Regions from separate parts of the Sus scrofa genome. Here region 1 is linked to region 2. A link is a contact called in public Hi-C data. All regions are on one chromosome and are shown on one strand. The core of a region is the stretch at or near the end of the contact, and the rest is flanking DNA. Distances in the headings are between cores, read along the strand shown.

What was found. A called contact is a pair of places that touch in the nucleus more often than the background predicts.
Region 1: a Hi-C map of fetal heart ventricle shows a contact between it and region 2, with 5 times the contacts expected there. The contact joins two enhancer-like sites. A contact is called at or near these places in 2 of 47 Hi-C or Micro-C datasets (fetal heart ventricle and omental adipose tissue).

What each region holds. Positions count from the first base shown.
Region 1 is chr6:107,574,889-107,578,155 of Sscrofa11.1, forward strand. No RefSeq gene overlaps it. Among named protein-coding and RNA genes, the nearest start is that of GATA6, 290 kb to the left of the region's middle. Within about 2 kb of position 1,918, at least 21 of the 83 cell types and tissues checked have an H3K27ac peak or open chromatin away from gene starts, as enhancers often do. A contact at or near this core is called in omental adipose tissue, where this site is marked.
Region 2 is chr6:107,311,632-107,314,989 of Sscrofa11.1, forward strand. It overlaps GATA6 (GATA binding protein 6), which reads left to right. Exons shown (of 6, transcript NM_214328.2): 6 at 1,596-3,013. The coding sequence ends at 1,763. Among named protein-coding and RNA genes, the nearest start is that of GATA6, 29 kb to the left of the region's middle. Within about 2 kb of position 1,615, at least 5 of the 83 cell types and tissues checked have an H3K27ac peak or open chromatin away from gene starts, as enhancers often do. A contact at or near this core is called in omental adipose tissue, where this site is marked.

The sequences.
Region 1 (3,267 bases), core at 668-3,167, 260 kb after region 2:
GACTGGAGGGCTTGGTTGGCGCATGATTGACACTAAGACAATTGCCAGTGCTTCATACAGGAAAGCATGTTTGATGAAAGTTTCGGCTGGTCCCCGATAGCCACTGAGATGCTGCAGTGTGAGAGATGGCATCTGATTTAGCATCCTTCGTAATGAAGGAGAAAGAAAACTTGCTCCATCAGCGCTACAAAGCATGTTTAGCCTCTTAATTTGGCTTATCGTCATCTTACATCCAGCACACATGGCCTTGTTCATACTCACACATACCTACTTCACATTCTCCTTTTACACTTACACTCATCCTAGGGTTTCTTAGTGTTTCCCCTAAGAGTGAGAACGGTTGTGAAATTTCTGACTTGTAACATTAGGGACAAGCAGACATCTGCCTGTCAAGCCCTTTGGCCGAGACCCCATGGCTCCCCCTGGCAGCCCCAGACGCCTTTCCACACAGTCTTTCTCCAAGAGTTCCCTTGCATACCACATGCATGTTCTATTTATATGTTTCTTTGTCCTGAACAAGATTTGGCCCCATTGTGTGGGAGCAACACCAGAAAAGAAAATAAAATCCATCCACTGAGAGAAAATGGATATTGTGGGAGCTTGGAGAAATTTACATACTTTGCTCATTCCATTTTCTGGTGATGTCAGAGCCAAAGAATATCCCTTTTAAAAAATCACACACACATTAAAAAATGCTGGTCTCCCCAGCTCTGTCCATCACTCGGACTGTCATGCAAAGGAGAAATGTAAATACTCCCTTGCCTGCTCCCCCCAGGCCCCCGCTTCTATTTCCCTCACCAACCCCCTAAAGAACCTAACAAATTAGTCCAGACTCCATTTGGATGGAATTAAGGGCCTGTCTGCAAAAGGGTGAGGGGTATTAATGGACAGGGGTTGGGGGGGGGATGGGAAGAGTAGTGGGAATGCGGACCGTGAGTCTGGGTGACCGGCTCCAGCGTTTTATGAAGACAGAGAGAAGGGCTGGCTGACACTTTACAGATTGGGTGTAACGTTCAGGGAATTTGGCATTTCTGCCACAGGGCTCCGGCCGCCCTGCTAACCGCTTTCCTTCTCCCTGCTGGTAAAAGTGCAGGAGAAAAGGGTTAAATAAATGTTTGTGATATGATAAGGTGCTTGTTTATTCAAGGAATGACAGATTATTGGCTCCAAAGGCAGCCCTGAAAAATAGTACAAAGGAACTGGCTCTCCCCTCGCGATGATGTGATTTCCTTCTAAGATTCTGCTCTTTCCTAGGAACAATTTGCCCTGGGAATGAAGAACGATGCCTTTCCTGCAGTGGGAGATGGACGGTCTTGGTGCAGAGGGTTGGAGCCCCAGAAGCTGGCTGGGAACTGGGATGGCTGGTGCTGGGGAAGCTTCTCTCTGTCCTGGTGCAGGCCCAGCTTCCCCCTGAGCCCAGGAGGGAAAGGATTTACCTGCTCGGGAGGAGGACTTCTTCCTTAGGACATCCAGTGTGCAAGATCTTCCTCCAGACACAGACCGCTGTGTCCATCCCATAGCCATCCTAGCACCCTGCAAATGTGTGACTGCACACACATTCGAATATTTATAGGCAAACACACCCTCCATACGTGAGCTTTCTCCTGTGGGCTCCAGCTATTTCCTAGCTGGTCCCAGAGGAGAATTCAGATCCAGATGCCACAACAATGAGACATTCCCCTAATGTCTGCGCACTTTTCTCGGGGGAGGAAACACCAGCGCCTGCCAACCCCGAAAATCACAGGCAGGCCTGGCCTGGGGCCCTGGAGGCACAGACCCTCCATCCAGTGCTGCCTGAGCTGGGCAGGCCTCACTGTGCCCTGGGCACTGATCATTCTGCCCTGCTTCTAGATGCTGCCCAGAGCCGGTTCCTGCCCACAGAGAAAGCATTCTGCTCCTCGCAGCCTCCCACCAGAACTCCCCCTGCACACACACCCTGTGCCTGGCATGCTACAGAGAGCTTGTTCGCATACTTGCTGAGTAGAAGGGTTAGGACAAGATGTTTGGCATAGTTCTCATTTGAAAAGAACTCGGTGCCAAAGTCAAACACCAGGGGAAAAAAAGTTGTGATTGAACTGCTGTTTTTCCAGGATCCTGGGAACTACTGTGTGAGTCTTACAATAGGCCGCCGCCTTATCAGCCAAGGTGCTTGTCTGTAGGACGTAAGGCACCAGCCTGGGGAACCCACTGCCCTTCGGACACGATGACTAAGGCTGACTGTGGGGCGTTATCACATCTCCACGTTTGGGCTATTTTTATGATTGCGTTCAGTACTAATAGGGCTTGTGGAGTGTACACAGCCATGTGCTCATTCTTGAACTACACAAGATAAGATCCCTGTCCCAGGGAGCTTACTGCCTGACTTTTGCAAAAACCAGATGGCAGAAAATGGTTTCCCTCTGCCCATCAGCAATGATTGAGGGGGTGGAGATGAGAAGGGGTGCAGTCAATTCATAACTCTCCCAGGGTGGGACCTCTGCTTTGGCATTTATCCCATGTGACGTTTTAATCATGGACTGTCTTTCCCCCATCATCTGCTGCTCCATAAGCTGCATCTCCCAGGGACGCTGAGGATTTAAGCTAATTTGAATATCAGCTTAATTAAAGCATCGTTAGATACATAAAGATGCCTCTCGGGAGTTCCCTATGTGGCCCAGCGGTTAACCTGACTAGGATCCATGAGGTTATGGGTTTGATCCCTGGCCTCGCTCAGTGGGTTAGGGGTCCAGCATTGCCGTGAGCTGTAGTATAGGTCCAAGACATGGCTCAGATCCCTGTTGCTGTGGCTGTGGCATAGGCCAGCAGCCGTAGCTCCAATTCAACCCCTAGCGTGGGAACTTCCATATGTCATGGGTGCAGCCCTAAAAAGCAAACAAACAAACAAAAAAACTCAACACATATTACATGCATACACACTCACAAATATATCATGGATTCTGAAATTAGCTGAAATGGTTTTTAGTCTGCAGCAGGGCTATCAGAAAGTATAGATTTGAGCTTCATTGTTAGTCATGCTGTGCTGCTGGATCAGTAAGGACCCACCAGGACACCTTATCAGGTGATTTCTGTCTCCAGGACAACTTCTGTCTCAGTCTGCCCCCAGCTGTGAAAGGCAGCAGAGCAGGGGCAAAGGGCTACCTGGATCCACACACCAGCACCACTGTCCCCAGAAGAACTTCCTTGCCTGTGACCTTGAATTTCAGGATAGTCCCCTAACTCATCAAGGCATTTGCAACTGCTTCAGTTTTCCTGAAGAACAAAAATACA
Region 2 (3,358 bases), core at 365-2,864:
TGCTGAGTTTGCTTATAGCAGTGGTTCTGAGCTAAATGTAATCACCACCTGTAATGAAATTCATAGCTTTAGTGGGACGGGATCAGTTCATCAGTTTCAGAATTTTCACAAGGATCGATTTTAAATTTTAGACAAGTCAATGAGCTTGTGAAACTTGCTTTTTAGGCACCCAGAGCCTCGATGTGTCTTTAAGTTTGTGTTATGTAAAAGGAGGTGTGAGTTGGCAGGGGGAGATGGGCACTGTTGTCATGGGATTTTCACAAACCTTTCATTTTTGCTGGGAAGTGGGAGGATTGGTCACCTGTGGAGTGACCAGATTTGGTCTGTCCAGCTGGCAGGAAGTTGGGGTGGGGCAGACACGAGTTCCATGGTCAGAGCTCCTGAAATCCTGTCTCCCAGACAAACACGGTTATTGTGAGGATTAGAGAGAAAACCAGATCTTCTCTGGGAATGGGTAGGGCCACGTTTACTTCCAGGACCCCAAGCGGAGCCACGGGGGCTCTGGGAACCTTCCATTCGCCTTGCTCTGTGTCTGGTGCCCAGTGTTTCTCTGAAGTGGATGTAACATCAATTTGGCCAGACAGCTGGATGTTTTAAGGATTTCATGGGATTGTGTATGTAAAAAAGGAATGCTTTGAAAAGTTCAAAATGTTCTACCTGCATCAAAAAACAAGTGTCTGGTAGTTTATGGAATGGAACCCTGAAAGCTGGGAAGAAATAATTGGCTTCAGAGCTTGTAGAAGGAAAAAAAAGCATGATTACAATTTGTGATTATGGCTAGATTTAAAAAAAAAAAGTCAAGTGCAACTGTTTTCTCAAATCGTAGTCTAAACATGATTTTAGTTATTTTGGTTTGATTCTACTAAATTATATCATGTTTGCTTTTTGGTCTTGCTTATTTGGATGGATGGAAGGAATAAATGAAACAAGAGAAAGGTGACCTTTGCGTTAAGAAATAATTGCCACGATTATGACAGATAGGGGATATTAGCATTTTCTTTATCATGTGGTCTGCTTCAAACATGGCCCATTCTTCTTGGAACGAATTAAAGTCCATGTATGCATGGGTTAATTTTCCATGAAGTCAGTGCTCAAAAATTTCATTTATCAGGCCTTGCTGAACTGTGTATCTTTCCTTCTTAGACTTTGATAGAACGGCTGAGCCCAGTGGTTCTGCTGTGTGTGTGTGTGTGTGTGTGTGTGTGTGTGTATGTGTGGTGTTCTGCATTTTCTCTTGCAATGATTAGATTGTGTGGGCATCCTTAAGGCCTGTTTACCTACGTGGTGTGGTTTCAGTGTCAGATCTGAGAGTTTGGCACTTTGTGCAAATGGGTTTCCTCCAGTTCTCCTTTCCTACCCTTGTCCAACTGCTCGTCTTGCCGGGTGGTTCCTACCCTGAGTGAATGATGTGAACAGGAGGTGTTTTCTGAGAGCTGAACCCGCCAGTGTTAGGACCGTGTTACCACAGCACCTGGCGAGCAACTCTGCTGGCCTCACCATCGGCGCACTTGTGCCCATGTGTTTACCTAGGGGAGCCAAATGACACATTTATGGTAACTGTCTCTTCCCTTCTCTCCATCCCCCTCTTCCACCAGGCAGGCGCCTCGGTGATGTCTGGCACGGGGGAGAGCGCTAATCCCGAGAACAGCGAGCTCAAATACTCAGGTCAAGACGGGCTGTACATAGGTGTCAGCCTGGCCTCGCCGGCTGAAGTCACCTCCTCGGTGAGACAGGATTCCTGGTGCGCCCTGGCCCTGGCCTGAGCCGGCCTCGGGGAGCGGGAGGCCACCGAGGCCCCCATGACCTTCACCGATCTCCTTGTCATGCAGTCCAGACTGGGCCGAGGATGCTGATGGGACATTTTCCTCTGACACATGATTTCTGTGCCTTTATTTGAAAGAGAAGAATCTCCCAAGAGGCTCGCTCTGTCTTACCACCCAGGCCCCGTCTTGGAGACCCAGAGAGAAGATGGAACTCATCCCCGGGGAGGGCCGCCGTGGCGTCCACAGTATGCCGCCACCTCCCCGGCCACAGCCACGGCCACTTGCAGGCAGCCTGCCTCTGGGTGGACCAGAGATGTCCAGCGTGCCACTTCCAGAAACCGGGACTAAGACCGGGGCCATGCCCGCTAAGGAATATTGAGAGAGATTTTTAAAACAAGGGTTTTATGCGTATTGCCCCAAATCATGTGCTTCTTCTGATCAGCTTTGGTTATTCCCGAATTTCTCCGTACCTTTTCCATGCCCCAGATTCCACGTGCGTTTATGGAGAAGACCATTCGTTTGGTACACACCTCTGGAGGCTGAGTCGGTTCAAGAGCGCTCTTGTCAAAAGTATCACCCAGTTTGCAGGACTGCACCGTAACTGTAACATACACTGTGACTGACGTTTTTTCCAAGTTCACATTGTGTGACTGACCCGAAGTCAGTCTGAATTTGTAAACAGGGTAGCAAACAAGATATTTTTCTTCCATGTATACAATAATTTTTTTAAAAAGTGCAATTTGCGTTGCAGCAATCAGTGTTAAATCATTTGCATAAGATTTAACAACATTTTTTATAATGAATGTAGACATTTTAACTTAATGGTACTTAAATAATTTAAAAGAAAAAAATGTAAACTTAGACATTCTTATGCTTCTTTTACAACTACATCCCATTTTTATATTTCCAATGGTGAAAAGAAAAATATTTCAAGAACAAATCTTCTCTCAGGTAAATTGCCTTTATCCATTTGTTAAGAATTTTGTACAAGAACACCAGGATCTCCCCTTTATTTTACTGTGGAACATGTGCTGGAAAAATGGCAACAAAACTTTACTACCTAACAGATAACATTTGTAAATACTCTAGGCATCTGTACACACTATGATGACGTCTTTATAGTGTGACTAACCCACAAGCAGGTTGGTTTACGTTAATTTTTTTTTTTTAATGGGATGTCATATGGAAACCTGTTTCACCAGAGTTTTAAAAATAAAAAGGGTTTTTTTTTTTGTCTTCTGTACAGTGAATTCCTTCCCTTATAGTTTCATTTTGATACTGTATGTGGCAATAGTTATTCATATAAAATAAGTGCATGTGATGTTTGCAAATTGCCTTACGGCTTTCCTTTCAATGAAATGTCCTTTTGGAGCTGTTTGATACCCTGATTCATTTGAAGTTGGCACGTGGAGCCAGGTTACGACTTTCAGTTTGCATTGGGGACAATTTATAAGTGAAAAGGACCCAGTATTATATGATATTATCTGCAATTATAAGCATTCTATTTAAGACGAATCCTTAAAAAACATTTAAAAAAAGTCCAGAGTTTCTTTCCCTCTGAAGGAAATACACTCTGTAGCCCAGAAACAGAATGT